Regions from separate parts of the Macaca mulatta genome. Here region 1 is linked to region 2. A link is a contact called in public Hi-C data. All regions are on one chromosome and are shown on one strand. Each heading gives the region's core, a stretch centred on a gene start, on an enhancer-like site or on the middle of the called end of the contact. The rest is flanking DNA. Distances are from core to core; before and after follow the strand shown. Region 1 holds the start of ZNF438 (zinc finger protein 438). Region 2 has its middle 240 kb from the start of ZNF438.

The links. A called contact is a pair of places that touch in the nucleus more often than the background predicts.
Region 1: a contact with region 2 is called in a Hi-C map of fetal cortex germinal zone, with 2.9 times the contacts expected there. The contact joins the promoter of ZNF438 here to the enhancer-like site in region 2. A contact is called at or near these places in 4 of 14 Hi-C or Micro-C datasets (fetal cortex germinal zone, fetal cortical plate, fibroblasts and 1 more).

What each region holds. Positions count from the first base shown.
Region 1 is chr9:32,424,738-32,427,437 of T2T-MMU8v2.0, reverse strand. ZNF438 (zinc finger protein 438) reads left to right here and starts at 1,283. Exons shown (of 6, transcript XM_077946170.1): 1 at 1,283-1,315. It also overlaps the pseudogene LOC144331422.
Region 2 is chr9:32,181,253-32,183,952 of T2T-MMU8v2.0, reverse strand. No RefSeq gene overlaps it. Among named protein-coding and RNA genes, the nearest start is that of ZNF438, 240 kb to the left of the region's middle. Within about 2 kb of position 1,307, at least 12 of the 40 cell types and tissues checked have an H3K27ac peak or open chromatin away from gene starts, as enhancers often do. A contact at or near this core is called in fetal cortex germinal zone, where this site is marked.

The sequences.
Region 1 (2,700 bases), core at 34-2,533, 240 kb before region 2:
TACTAAAAAAACAAAAAATGAGCCGGGTGTGGTGGCGGGCGCCTGTAGTCTCAGCTACTCAGGAGGCTGGGGCAGGTGAATGGAGTGAACCCGGGAGACGGAGCTGGCACTGAGCCAAGATCGCGCCACTGCGCTCCAGCCTGGGCAACAAAGCGAGACCCCGTCTCAAAAAAAAAAAAAAAAAAAAAAATTAGCCGGCTGCGGTGGCGCGCGCCTGTAATCCCAGCTACCCAGGAGGCTGAGGCAGGAGAATCGCTTGAACCCGGGAGGCGGAGGGTGCAATGAGTCGAGATCGCGCCACTGCACTCCAGCCTGGGAGACAGAAACACTCGTCTCAAACAAACAAAAAAGTGGGGAGCAGAGAGTGGGGCGTGGACACGGGAAGGTATCGTGAGATGACTGGATGGGGGGGCTGGAAAGTTTGTCCTGGCGAAGAAGTGAACATGTTTATCCGGATCACCGTTTGTTAAACTTAATGGAGGTGAACAGCAACCCGTGAGTAGCTTCACCCAGCCGAAACGGGAAATCCGGCAGGCCAGGCAGAAGCTGAAATCTGCAAGGAACGGGCTGGGCTGGAGGCGGCACCAGGGCAGGAGGGGTAGGTGGGGGCCCGCGGGAGCCACGAGCCGGAGCCGGAAGGGCGGGACCCAGGGGGCAGGGCCTAACCAGGCGTGGGCGGGGCCGAGTCAAGAGATGGGCGGGGTCTGGGCGGAGTCTACCGGGAGCCGCGTCGAGCCGGGGCGGAGCGAAGACCCCTGGGAGAGCTGTCTTCTCAGGGCTGAGGAACGGCCTGCACCTGATGGAGAGCAAATGGCTGTTTCCACACGTGGAGAACTTTTAACGAACACGTGAGGAAGGCGGGCAATGTCTGTGGAAAAACTACCTCACAACCCAGGCGTCCTACTCCAGCCCCCAGGGCGACAGCTTGTTTACAGTATTTCTGAAGGTCTCCGTCCCCTTTTTTCGGCCCCTCCTCCTACGCTAACCCCGGCTTCGGGCTTTGAGTGAGGCTTTGGTAGAGGAGAGGCCGCCGCAGGCGCCCCGGCCGAAGAAGCCCACTGGCATGCGGGTTCTGAGGCCTTCTGCGCCCGCGCGCGGTGTCCGCGACGGGGCGGTGCGTGGAGGTCGGGGGCGTGGAGCTCGGGGGCGTGGAGCTCGGGGGCGTGGAGCTCGGGGGCGTGTCTCCTGCCGCAGCGCCGTGGGCGGGGCGAGGGCGGAGCCTGGGGGCCCAGTGGCCCGCGCCGGCTGGCCTGACCTCCCGGAACGCTGGGCCCGTGACGTCACCCCGCCGTGACGCGCACGCTGTAGGAAAACTGTAAGTTTACGAGGATTCCTGCAGCTCCTTGGGCTTGTGGGGCCCGCTGGCAGCTGGCAGCCCCGGCGGTGGTGGTGGCTGTAGGGGCGTCAGTTCCTTGGGTAGCCGCCGATTGTGACGAAGGGACAGGTGCCTGCTCAGAGTGGCAGCGCGCCCTGCTGGGCGGGAGGGATCTGGGGTGCGGGAGGCGAGGCCGCGCCCCGTGGGGCAGGGCTAGCACCTTTTCCCCTGGGGCGGGGAGCGTCCCCGAGCCTGGGAGCGAGGCCTTAGAAGGGGCGGAAAGTCCAAATGGAGAGTACCTTTTTTTCTTCTGTGATAAAGGGACTTAGATTCCTCTTCTCCCTCTCAGCCCTGGAGTTTGACACGTGAAGTCGGGGATGGAGGATTCCTCTCAGAGACTAGGAATCCTATGTCCTGGCCGTTGGGATCTCGCAAGTGACCAAGTCGTCGTGGACACATTTATAAGATAACCACTTGCTGCCTTAGTTTTCTTTTTGTGTAAAATGGAGGTACAGCAGCCTCTGGCCTCCCTAATGGTCGTTCCCACAGCACTAGGAACACGTGAGATAACACAAGTGTGTAAATTTGCTAGGAGAAAGCGTATACACAGACACTTGGTTATTCTGAGGAATGTGGTAGCCGCTGGCCATTTGACCAGGAATCTTGTAGACGGGGAAGTTTTTCACTATTTTGCCTACCCCCGACAACCTTCCATCCATCTGATCCTATACCACACTGCAGCCTGTTGGGTGATATGAACTGTTGTCACTAAACTTGATAGAATGAGGATCCCAAGAAATAACAGGTATCGTTAGCATGGTACTCTTGACAATTACAATGCCCCCGTTGTCTGGGTTTTGCAGAGGAAGCTTTCAGTATGCTGGAACTAGCACATTATACACAACATAGACTCACTGAGTTTTAAGGATTGCTGTAAAAAATTAAAAGAATGAGAATATCCAATCATCATATCCGACTGCTTGAATATTTTGGTCAAGGGGTAGTACATTATCGATTAGTTGTTTCTAGACTATAATGCCTCTCAAACTCCGGGACTAGTATTTGTCAGGAACTTTGAAGGGAAGAATACTGTGCACACTTCAGGGTGTATTTATACAGGAGCTCGAGAGTTCACATTTCTGTAAATTCGTTTCAGGAGTGTGATATCCTTTCATCCGGGTGGGAGGAGCCTTTGAATCAGAAAGCAGGGCTTCTAATTTTTGTTCTATTCGTTAACTAGCTTCGCATCCAAGGACAAGTCACCCAAACTTGGAACTGTGTTTTTCTTATCTAAAATGAGAGCTGATGGTATATCTGCTGCTGGTTTTTCCAGGATCGAATGAGATCACGAGTGTGTAAATGAAAGGCTTTCTAAGTGTGCTATT
Region 2 (2,700 bases), core at 58-2,557:
CCAGTTGGGATGTGCAGATGAGATCTCAGTCGGGCCTGTGAGCAGAATGAAAGTCTGTTCCCTTCTGCAGGCACTCTGGTCTCTGTCTGAGGCCCTGGTTTCCTCCCAGGAAACTGCACTTACCTTCTGTTGCTTATTACCTAATTGATGAACTATTTGAGTCTGCATGGTGCTACTTTGAGCTTCCTTAGCTTGGCCACTAGCTGAGCATTAAGGAAGTTGTGGAGAGCAGTACCTTCACGCCCTGCACAATGATTCAGTACATTTCCAGAAGGATCTTCTCCTTGTCAGGTTCTCTCCCTCCCGCTCAGCAGCCCTTATTTTTTCTCCTCTCTCTTTCTCTGGAAATGTGGAGTTATATTGGTCTCTGAGGGGGGAAAATGATCAAAAACGTAATTATCATAAGCTGCAACCCCTGGCCAGCTGTTTGGGTTTCAGGGTGGTTCCCAGTGAGTCACTAGGGCACACCCTCTCTCTGCCCAGCTCCTCTGGGTCCCCAAGGCTTGGCCATCTGGAAAATGGGAGGATTTTTTAAGGGAGGAGGACGTTTGGGGAAGAAAACAGGCGCCTGGGAGCCTCTCTCTCTCTCTCTTTCTCTCTCTCTCTCCCTCTCTTTCCTAACCCGACAAACTTCTGAGAAACCCCATGTTCCTGGCCAAACATGGAACTGTCTAGAGGGACCTGGGCGGGCTGCAGGCCTGGGCCCCCACCCAGATAGCTGCTGTGGTGCCTCTCCTAGCAAAAGCCTTCCCTGGAAGGGTGAGCAACCAGGGCCTTCGGTACAGATGACTTTACCATCCCGGACTCCATTTTAAATAGATCGACATTTCAATACGTATTTATTCTTGTTGTATATACAAACAATAAATAAATAAAAAATAAAAAAGCCCTGCTGGTGATATGCCAGGCTGAGATATATAATGATATTTAGCAGCAACTGTGTCATTCTGTGTTGTTGACAGTAAAATAAATTAACATAATAAACATAATTTGCTCAAAAACAGCTAAGGAAAAGCAGATGGTTAGCACATTTCGGCAGGACCTGTTGGTCCAAGTTTGCACGGATGTTTAGACGTTTATGCAGCCTGCAACAGATGCTCGCCTGGGTTCCCAGGCACTCCCACGTGATAGGCACGGGAGGGCTCCACGCCTCTGGCCTGGGACAGGGCCACCTCACTGCAGAGAAATGGGGTCCCCAGGAAAGGGAGCTGCCGCTTGCATTGCAGCCCCAGGCCAGGGCTGGCTCAGGGTGAAGAGTGGCAGAGGCACTAGGCTGGCCTTCCCGCCAGGCAGAGCTGGAGCCTGCAAGCGCCTGGGCCATTAGCATTCATGGCCTGTCGCCTGCCCAGCGCCCATCCTTTGTGTGCCTGGAACAAGGGAGCTTTCTTCCGGGGAGGATGGTGCCGAGGCACTCTGGATCCTGCAGGCGAGCTTCCCAGTGGGATTGGGGGCCAGTGGGCCTTGGCCCTCCTTTCGGTTCATGCGCCTGTAGCTCTGGAAAGAGAAGAAAATGTTATTTTTGCAGAAGATGCCTCAGTGCCTGGGAAGCAGAGGAGGGCTGCAGATTTATTTCACTCCGCAGGTTGGAGGGGATAGGGCCGGCAGATCCCTGACATCAGGACCCCGGGGTCCCTGGTTCTACCAGGCAAATAGTCCATGTTAGTAGCCCCCTGGGAAGGAGCATTTTTCCTCAGGGCAGAGGTGAAGGCTGTGGCCCCCAGCGATGGGCGATGGCATTTCAACCTGTCCTTCTCAAAGCAGGGCAGAAACAGGGATTCATGAGAAAGATGACGTTAGGATTGCTGCTCAGAAACCCACCTCACTACCGCGCCGCAGGAGGGCTGAGGGCTCCCTCCCACCCAGCACTAGAATGCCAGGGCAGAGCTCTGGAAAGGGCAGCCCTTTCTGGAGTTTGGGTGTGGCTCCAAAAGCTCCTGGGAATTCCTGTGCTGCATGAGCAGTGCTGCAGACAAAGCCCCCATGGTCCGTACTTGAGAGTTCTGATATAGGCCAGACATGGTTTCCAGCAGAAAGGAGCTTACCATCATTATTATTATTTTTAGAGATGAAGTCTCACTCTGTCACCCAGGCTGGAGTGTAGTGGTGCCATCATAGCTTGCTGCAGGCTTCCACATCTGGGCTCGAGCAGTCCTCCCCACCTCAGCCTCCCAAATAGCGGGGACTACAGCTACATGCCACCATACCTGGCTAATTTTTTAAAAAAATTATTTTAGAGATGAGGGTCACACTGTGTTGCCCAGGCTGGTCTTGAGCTCCTGGCTTCAAGAGATCCTCCCACCTCAGCCTCCTGAGTCTCTGGGATTACCGGTGCGCACCACCATGCCCCACCTACTAGAAAAGAGTTTAGAGTAGGAGACCCTGCTGGATATAAACTAGCTGGAAAGACAGATGCCCTGCTATAGGACAGGTTAAGCATCTGTAGCTCCACCACAGAGCTGTTAGCATGGCGCAGTTACCCAGTCTGAGTCTGGGATCCTGGTATAGGTGTGCTTAGCACCATGCCTGGTATGTGCCACATGCTCACTAAATGGCAGCGGTTGTTAATTCTGACTGCAGTGTCCAAGACAGTTTCATGGGAAGAACAGCTTCCCCGTGGGTCCTGAGGATAATTAGGACTTTGTCCAAGTGTCTAATACGCCCCTCAAGTATGGCCAAGACTTGAGGATCTGGCCCCAATTC